Linked DNA regions of Arachis hypogaea: region 1 is linked to region 2. A link is a contact called in public Hi-C data. All regions are on one chromosome and are shown on one strand. The core of a region is the stretch at or near the end of the contact, and the rest is flanking DNA. Distances in the headings are between cores, read along the strand shown. Region 1 has its middle 9.6 kb from the start of LOC140172884. Region 2 has its middle 12 kb from the start of LOC112775189.

Evidence for each region. Hi-C and Micro-C count contacts between places; a contact is called where the count stands out from the background.
Region 1: a contact with region 2 is called in a Hi-C map of leaf, with 5 times the contacts expected there. The contact joins two enhancer-like sites. A contact is called at or near these places in 2 of 8 Hi-C or Micro-C datasets (leaf and an unstated tissue).

What each region holds. Positions count from the first base shown.
Region 1 is chr19:155,387,150-155,392,124 of arahy.Tifrunner.gnm2.J5K5, reverse strand. No RefSeq gene overlaps it. Among protein-coding and RNA genes, the nearest start is that of LOC140172884, 9.6 kb to the right of the region's middle. Within about 2 kb of position 3,059, at least 2 of the 3 cell types and tissues checked have open chromatin away from gene starts, as enhancers often do.
Region 2 is chr19:155,340,526-155,345,717 of arahy.Tifrunner.gnm2.J5K5, reverse strand. No RefSeq gene overlaps it. Among protein-coding and RNA genes, the nearest start is that of LOC112775189, 12 kb to the right of the region's middle. Within about 2 kb of position 1,342, at least 2 of the 3 cell types and tissues checked have open chromatin away from gene starts, as enhancers often do.

The sequences.
Region 1 (4,975 bases), core at 1,810-4,309, 45 kb before region 2:
TAAAACCTAACAAAGTCCTCATTCTATTTTATCCCCAATACTGGAATTGTCACTCTCTTTATCAGCTTCATCATCAATCAACTCCCCATTCACAATAATCTTTGTAGCATCCAACTTGTTGACATCAACATCAGGAAACAAAAAATGGACCTGCGCAGCAGCCCGATCGAAACCCTGGGCAAAACCCTCATATACCTCACCCTCTAGCTCCTTAACACGAGCAACAAGCCGACCATTCTCAGACTTCAAAGTACCAACTTCTTCAGCAACCAACGAGTGAAGTCTTTTTTCTTCATCCAATTCAATACCCCTCTGCTTCAAAGACGAAGATAGCTCAACAATTGTCTTCTCTTTCTCTTGAAGAGAAGCAGACATCTCAGCAACATTCACAGACTCTTTTTCCTTAAACTCGATGGCAAGCTCTTGAGCCCTCCCCACAGCAACTATCCTGGCACCTACAACCTACGACCAAAAAGCAACAGTCATATAACAAAAAGAGAAATAACCACAATAAACAAAATAACTATAAATACCTGAAGAAAGCGACTGATGCCAGCTCGCCCAACCTCGTCAATCATTTTCAAGTCCTCGGGAAAGCGACACAACTAGTCAGCAAGGGTAGCAAATGGAAAAAACCTCGACCACAGCGACCTTATATTGTCATCTTCACGGTAAGCATGAAGCCGCTTCTGAGATTCATAAGTAGCTTCAACGATTGGCAAAATAGGTGAATCCCCCTCTTTGCTCTCAGCCATCTCGTCCTCCTTCTTGGCCCTCTTTCTTTTTGGCCGAGGATTTACCTCAGAAGGAATAGCAGCACCATCCTTCTTTGTGTTCGTCGACCCCTCCTTCTCTGTCTTCTTCCTCTGACTAAAAAAAGGACTTCAATCCAGCAGTAGTAATGGTCAGCGCCTTCTCAGCTGAAAGAAAAACAACAAGTCAGACGGAACTACACAACAGCACTAAAGGACATTTTCAAAACGAATTACCTAGGTAATCCAACACGGCTTCCTTATCGGTATCCCACTTTAACAATTCCGCAACAGACAATAGCCCTGCTGATTCTGACACCTCTAATAGAAACTCCAACATAATATTCTCATCAGACACCCTATCATGTACATCAAGAACCTTAACAAGGTCGGGCGACCAGGAAACAGGGAACCTTTCTTCTAAAAACTCAGTTAAGTAAAATGGAAACTCCTCCTCCACGCTCCTAACTTTCACAAACATCGTCTTGAAGTCCTTAAAAGATGATTTATAAAGGGAAAATACAGCGCAGCGAGGGTGGCTACTAAGGTTTATCCACACACCACGTCTAACACCCTTAGTCTGAAACAACGAAAAGAAGACCGCAAGGGAAGGAGGGTATTCCAGGAGATCCATCAAGTTCTCAAAAGCTCTAACAAAACCCCATGAATTAGGGTGCAACTGGAAAGGATCACAGTTCAGCCAAAATAGAACACCACACTCAAAATCGGTAAAAGGAAGACGAACCCCGAGCTCAGTAAACAAACACGAGTAACAGTAAAAGTAGGACCACCCATCAACTTTCTCACACACGCGATCGTCCCTACCACAAGGTAAAAACTCTACCCTCACATTCTGACCATCCCTAACCCACACATTAGACCCCAACGCCTTCACCGACTCCACATCACAAAACTGGGACACACAACATTTCACCTGCTCGCTTACCCAGCTACAAGGATCATCATCCACCACAACAGTCTTACCCTTTTCCATTACAAAGAGACAACAAAACAACAAGAGCAGAAAAGAAAGGGAAAAAACCAGAAGATATCAAAACCTACCTTTGCTACTCATCTTTTTCTCCGAAAAAAGCTTAAAGTGAAGAAGCAAAAAAGTAAAACTGGGGGCTCACCCAAAACAAGCCAGGTAATAAAACTACAAAGGAAACCGAAACGGTTTCTTTTTACATTCATTGATAACCGTTCCAATCTCAGCCATCTATTTATTACATCAACATCCAACGGTTACAATACCTTCGAAAGCTGAGCCATGAATTCCACATCAATCATTTCCAGTGCAGGAAACGAAGCGCTAATTAAATGCCACAAACGAACTTCCTTTCCCAACGAAAACCAAGGCAAGCTCGGGGGACAGGACTACCACTAGAAGAAAAATTTTTCGGCCGAGGTAAAGCTCAGAAGCTCGCCTTTGTTTTCTTACAACAAAGCAAGCTTGGGGGCTATGATACATAGCGTATACCTCGGCCTCCAAACCGAACATATACCTCGGATAAGGACGTTACCTAATAACAAACCCACCAAATCAGGATGAACTAAGATAAGCTCGGAGCGTAACCAACATTTCCAAACGTCATTATGATAACCTCGGAAGTTACAGAGAATCCCGCAAGATACGACAACCGAACACACTAACAACGCCTATATAAGCACATAGGTAACCTCGGAGTAAAACAGGTCACAGAACTCATTCTGATTTACTTCTCTTATTTTCTCATAACTCACATTCTTACTTGAGCGTCGGAGTGCTTTTTGCAGGTGTTCCAACTCAGCCGACGTATACCTCTTCCACCTGAGCACTGTAGCAGGCAGAAGGAGTCGTGATACCTCGGCCCTATACGTACGGAACAAATGTGAACAATGGATATGTCAGATGTTTAATTCAATAAATATGTAGATGATTATGTTCATTATTTTTAATTAGATGGTTATTTCTTTTGATTCGATTACTCATGCACAGTTAACAATGGCTGGATGTTCAATTCACTAAACGTGCAGATGGTTATTTTAATGTTAAGGTTTAGGAGGTAATTTAGGTATAGAGTATTTTTTTACTTTATTTGGTCAATTTTAAAACTCATTGTTCACATTGTTTATAAAAAGGTGAAAACTCAGGTGAAGTCGACTGCATCTGAGTTTTCACCTTATAAAAATGATTGTCTACTTAACAAAATCGAAAAAAAAATAAAATAAAATAAAAGGGAAGAATTTAAACAAACCTAAATGACTAGGCCCACTGATTCACCCCGCCTAACCAGCCCGGTGAGCTAAAGGTAGTGTAGCATTTTTGTGCATTTGAGTATTATGTGTTTGGATACATGTTACAAAAAACTAAAAGGGACAGCCCATGTTCCTTTAGATTTTGGGGGCTTTTTAGGCTTTTTAATTATTAAAAATATTTGAAAAAACTATGAAGTAGTTTGTTGATTAGTCAGTAAATTTTTAAATAGATAAAAATTTATCCTTAATCCATAAGGATAAGAGGATACTGTAAAAAACAAGAAAAAAAAAACAAAAATAAACTAGTCTATCAATCCGTGCCAAAAAAGGATGAACTAAAATTTAAGATTTAAAATTTTAAAATTTAAATTTATATAACAAAATGAGGTTTGACAGGCCTAGTTTTATGGGAGACTTTAGCATAGTAGATTGACCTGATTTGTCACGCGCCCTAGGTTTGTCGGTAATTTGTTGTCCATGGCGCGATGTATTTCATATTGAAGAGGACAATTTTATTTACAAGTAGCAAAAAAATATTAGTTAAAAATAGTTAAAATTTATTTTATTTGATATTTATTAATTATTATAATAATTAATAAATATTATAAATATTAAATAAAATAAGTTTTGTTTTTTTTTTAGTATTATCGTTTTATTTATTTATGTTATAAATATACATATTTTAATTTAGATTTCTTATTTATTGAGAAAAAATGAAGAAATTTTGTGATGAATGAACCATGAGTGCCGAACCTATTTTTGAAGTTGGAAAGAGGAAGACGAGATTTTATTTTAATATTGTTTTTTCTTGGGTATTATTGAAGATGTTTTTTTCAGTTGTTTATGCTCTTTAATTTGTTATTATAAAAAAAAGTTCAAATGTAATTCTTCGTATAATGGCGTAGCTCAAGTCTTGTCATGCTAGACATATTAAAACAACATAGTTTGCGTTTTGGCGCTAAAGAATGCACTAAACGACGACAACAATACTAAAACGTTATACCCCTTTCTTTTAATATTGTTCAAATCCTGAAATGATATCATTTAGTGCTCTTTTAGCGTCAAAACGTGTAAAATGTCGTTTTAATATGTTCAACATGGCAAGACTTGAGCTATCTCACTAACGGCGTTGAGAATGGACTATATTGGTAAAAGTCTAGAGAATTAAATTGTAGCAATTGAAAAGTCAGAGATCAAATGTGCAACTCGTCAATTTTAAATACCAAAGTGGAGTTTAACTCCTCTAATATTGTAGAAGAAGTGCATGTTCTTTTAATATATAGTTTTTAATTAAATTATTTATAGACCACTAAAACATCAAAACATCCTTGGAGCACCATGACATTCACCTCATAAAGTTGACTATATTTTTTTGGTGACTATAAAGTTGACTATATATTATTCTATTAGTGCGGCCTCTTCCAATGGAAATATATAAATAGTATTTGTTTCGCCCTTGCTTATATAGTGTAGTTGATGCTCCCTAACAGCTACTAAATGTGACAGTCACTTCTCACTAGTCATTGGCATGACTCGCTCAGATCCTGCATATATTGCTCACGAATCTTATAATAAATCATGTTTTTATGTAACATAATTTAAGGATTATTGTTGAATATTTTGCCATCCCTTGATTCATTGTCACCCATGTCGTGATGAATATTTTGGAATGTAACTAGCTATATGTGAATCCGGAGACAAAAAAACGTATGGCTCCAGTCAAATTCAACAAACATGTGGCTACTTTTCTCTCATACTCCTACACCATATGTGGGTGGGACACACTATACTATACTATGAAAACATGTGGTCGTTCTATTAATATTGTGTTCAATTTCCACATAAATCTTGGTAGTTGAAGAAAATTGCTCATTTATTTTCTAAGCTGGCTCCTCAAGTCAACCTATTTCACCGCTTTTTACTTATTCATAGCGTGTGCCATTCAAACTCAGGTTCTAGGATACATCAACTTTTCAACAATTGAG
Region 2 (5,192 bases), core at 93-2,592:
GCCATAATGCCCTTTATTCTATGTAAAATTTTTAAATTATTATTTGGCTTAAAAAATATTAGGAGTATTATAAAAGTTTGTAATATTCTAGTAATTTAGGTAAATACTGGTTATAACTATATTTTTTTATTTTTAAATTATTATTGACTATGTAGAATATTTTTTAATGTCCTAAGTCATTAGGACATTATAAATTTTTATAGTACGCTTAACATCTTTTAAGCCATTTTTTAAAATTATTTTGTATAGAATAAAATATTTTTTTGTGGTATAATTTAAATAAATTTATTAAAAAAATTTATAAAAAAATATTCACGAGTTATTAAAAATAGACAAAAGAGTATTGTATGAAATTCGAATTGATAGCTCATTAATATTTTAAAGAAGTCTCGTAATTAAATATTTTGTTAGCTTTTTTTAATGCATTAAATAAAATATATATTTTTTAATTTTTAAATTATTAATTTTTAATAAATTATTAATTTTTTAATAAAAGAATAGACAAAATTAAATTATGAGTAATTCGAATCTGGCCAATTTAAATTATTATGTAGTGTATGTGTGTAATTCGAATCATCCTGATTCGAATAACTGTGGATGTAATTCGAATTATAGTGGGTGTGTGCGTGTAATTCAAATCAGTGCGATTCGAACTGATTTGAATTACATAAAAATGAAGTTTGAATTATGCTGATTCAAACATATATAAAATGTCTCTTAATTAATTCATAAACCAATTTTAATTTAGTTGATTTACGTAAATTTTTTATCCCTTGACTTATTTACGTGGTTTGCCCTACAAAATAAAAAGTGACGCTGGTATCTTGTAATAATCGCGCTCGTGAATATATATAGAAATAAAAAAACAATAAATAATTAATCAGATATAATAAATTGAATAAAGGTATAAAACGTCTTCAGGTAGTATTTAAGATAAAATTAGGATATTGTCTTTTTTGTTTAACTATATTTGTAATTACAAAATGCAAATTCTTTTATATGCAAGTGGCAAATTTTTAAATATATAAGGTTCCATTTTTATTTTAATCCAAGTATGAATATATATAATTAGGAGATCACGTGACGTGAGTGTAGCAGAGCGAGAGTGTGAGAGTGTGCGTGACCATATTTGTATATGCATTATTCTGTGTCCCATTTTTATAAGATATTTTCACTTGTCATGATGGCGAGTCACGTGTGGCATGCCATGGACCATGGAGCATGGACATGTGGTGTGGAAATGGAAGATGTGGAGTATGCATGCATGCATGGATGATGATGATGATGATGAGGTTTGAGTTGACCAATGGGGAGAGTGGAGCGCCAAAGAGATAGGGTCATCGGGAGAAAAGAAGGGCATGTGGGATACGCAAAAGAAAAAGGGTTAGTGACACTGTGACTGTGAGAGTAGAGAGAGAGGAGGTTGCTTCGGTTTCCCGCCAATAATGCCGACGTGGAACCCACCGCCTTCATTGGCGCCAAAACCAACCGACGGTGATGCGACACGTGTCGATAATGGGACAAGTGTCCTAGCGAGGTGGGTGAGTGGAAAGTGCTGCCGCTGCCTCCTTCTTCTTCACTCTTTTTTCTATGGGGCTATACTGATGACGTGGCTGCTAATACTTGCCGCCTATTGTGACACGTCATCCTTTCAGCGACTTACACGATGACACTCCTTGTTTCCCATGAAAGGGAGAGGGACGCTTCCCACGTGCTTTGTCTCTATACACACTACACGGTACAGTACACTGGCTCAACTTTTGTATTTCGAAAATATCTCATTCTTTATTATTCTTTTCGATAGATTCATTTTTTATGAATGAACTATTATATCTATTCACAAAAGTTAAAAACGTTGACATATCTACTCATATAAAATAAAAATTACTATTTGTACTCATAAAAAATAATTTTATAAGTAAGTCTAAAAAATTAAATAAAATTTTTAAACTACTTTTCTCTCCACCACTATCACTATCATCTTCTTTCCCTCCTCTCTCTCTCTCTTTCTCTTTCTCTTAATGTTCTGCTACAGCAAATCTTGCAGGCTCCGATGGTGCAACCAGCTCTCCCCACAGGTGGAGCATCGGACTTTCACCTCCGAAGAAGATGACACCATAATCAGAGCTCACGCTCGGTTCGGCAACAAATGGGCCATTATAACCCGACTCCTTTTCGGCAAAACCGACAATACCATTAAGAACCACTGGAACTCCCCCTCAAACGCAAGTGCGCCTCCATGGACCCCATCGACGATCCTCACTTCACACAACCACTCAAACATTCCGTTAGCGCCGGCGCCACCATAGTCGTGTCAACGGTGGTGGTGAGGTACTCGTTGCCGACGGTGATGGCGACGACGGAGATGGCGGACAGAAAGGGGAGGATGCGGATGGAGAGCCAGGAGTGTGCAGTGGAGATGTCGGAGGCTCGGAGTTGATGTTGGCGACGCGGGAGTTCTCGAGGGAGACAATGAAATCAATGGCGAAAGCTTGGAGGATTAAGGGTTAGAGTCATAGATCTTAACCTTGCTCATGAGTGTTTTCGATTAACCCTTAAAAAGTCGCAGTCTTTGAATGTGTGTGCAGAGAAAACCTAATCCATTCAGGTGGTGAAGTTAACTGCAGCGATGGCTGATGGTGATAGTGGTGGTGGTGGTGCTGTTGAGTCGCGATCGACATCGATAGGGGAGTGTGCGGCCGAAAGGGTTAGGGTGACGGCTGAGGAGGAGGGTGAGACGGTGGTATTGAGCGATAATGTGGTTGATGTTGGGATTGGGTCGCTCAGAACATTGAGAGAGAGAGAGGAGGGGGAAGAAGATGATAGTGGTAGTGGTGGAGAGAAAGGTAGTTTAGGAATTTTATTCAATTTTGTAGGGTTTGGATAATTTTGTTTGTAAAAACCATTTTTATGGATACAAATGGTAATTTTTATTTTCTATAAGTAGATATATCAGCGTTTTCAACTTTTATGGGTAGAAATGGTAGTTTACTCCTTTATGAATCCAATTGCTAATGCTCCATTTTATTTTGCGAAAATGTTCGAGAAACAAAAATATTCAGTACAAAATTACCATTTTTTTATTTTTTAGTTTATTTATATAATTTTAGTTTATTAATATTGTAATATTTTATATTCTTCTTTTATTAAATAAAAATAATATCATATTATTGTCATTTATATTAGTTTATTTTCTTAATGTGTATACATTAATTTTTTGTAAGTATTCATTTATTGACATTTAATTTGTATTATAATAATAAAAGTACATTCATTTTTATTATAATAATAAAAGTATATTTTTATTTATTATGTAAACACTTATATAGTTATATATACTCTATTTATGTTCTCTAAAATATTTTTTAGAGTTAAATACTTTTTTCGTCTCTAACATCTTGGGTAAAAATTAAAATTATTCTCGACATTTTTTTCTTATTAAAATCATCCTCAACATTAGTGAACGTTTTAAAATCATCATTTTTCAAATTTTTGAACTAAATTATCCTTTATCATCATCTCTCCCCTTTATTCTCCTCTATTTACTTTCTCGGCTCCTCCCTCCTCCTTCTTCCATGTTTCACTCTCTCCATCCAAATCTTCAACAACAACTATTTTTTTATTTCAAAAATTAAACAAAACTAATGCAGCATCAAGAACAATATATTCAGATTCCATCCAAATCTTCAATAGCAACAACTTTTTTTTTATTTCAAAAAAATCAAAGTTAACACAAAATAACGCAGCATCAAATATCGCATTCTGATCTCAGTGCTTAGAGATGACGTGAAGTACGATTCTTTCATTATAGGGAGTGACGAGGATTTGCAAGTCTTGTTCCATTATCGTCGGCAGTTTCTCGAGGTTAGGACACCTGAGCTGTTGGCAAAGTTGGTTGATGTGGTATCTAGCTCGGGAGATTCGAACCGGAATATCCAAACTTTAAGCACGGTAGCCGGTTCTAGCTCGAGACTCGTTGGTTCATGTTCGTCCGTGCCCGTGAATGCACCCAGGGACGAGCCTGTCGCGTTCCTGACGTTTGCCGTTGATCTCAACTGCAGTGGTGGTGGAGATGTTGGTATCGTAGAGAGGGTGCCGAGTTCTTTGCAGTGTGGGACACCGGCTGGGATAGGTGATGCATTACTGGATGATGATGGCAATGATGATGTGGAGCCTGACCTCATTGCTGATGACAGTGGCGATGACATTGCAGCGAGTAATCCAACTGGGGCTGGTGGTGGTTCTAGCTTTGGGACTCAGCAGTACCCTCCGCACTTTTCATCTTTGGACTTGGATGCCATGAGACAGGAGGGGATTCCTGCAGAACCCACTGGATTTGGTGCTAGAGATACCCAGGTACTAGGGGTCTTACAAAGTTTCAGGTTGGTCAGCAGTTTCAGAATAAAGAGGAGGCTGTGTTAAGTGTGAAGACGTATAGCATCCGACGCGGGGTACAGTACAAAGTGGTGGAGTCCGATTATCGCCGGTACGTAGGGAAGTGTTATGAGTTTGGGAACGGGCGCACATGGTTGATTAGGCTAAGTCTCCAGTAGCGCAAGGGTATTTAGGAGGTAAAACAGTACAATGGATCTCATACTTGTCTCGCGACATCGATCTTGAGCGATCATAGGAGTCTTGATTATCATGTGATCTTGGCCTTCATCATACCAATGGTTAGAGCTGATGCATCCGTGTGCATCAAGGTACTGCTGAATGCGACAGAGGCACACTTTGGATTCAGGCCGACTTATAGGAGGGTCTGGTCGTCCAAGCAGAAGGTCGTCGCCCATATTTATGGAGATTGAGATGAGTCATACAACGAGCTGCCGCGGTGGATCTTGGGAGTGCAGCTGACGATGCCTGGTAGTGTTGTAGTGCTGAGGACGAGTCCTGTTCTAGTGGGGGGGGGGGGCAGGTGGACGGTTCGCAAGCCTATTTTCACCGGCTTTTCTGGACATTCCCACCATGTATTGAGGCATTCCAGCATTGCAAGCCGTTGGTGAGTATTAACGGGACCCACTTGTACGGTAAATATGGGGGTACGTTGCTCGTTGCAATTGCACAAGATGGGAACTCCAACATTCTGCATGTTGCATTTGCACTCGTGGAGGGTGAGAATGCGAAGTCCTGGTCGTTTTTTCTATCCCATCTCCGCCAGCACGTGACCTCGCAACCGGGTATCCTGGTGATAT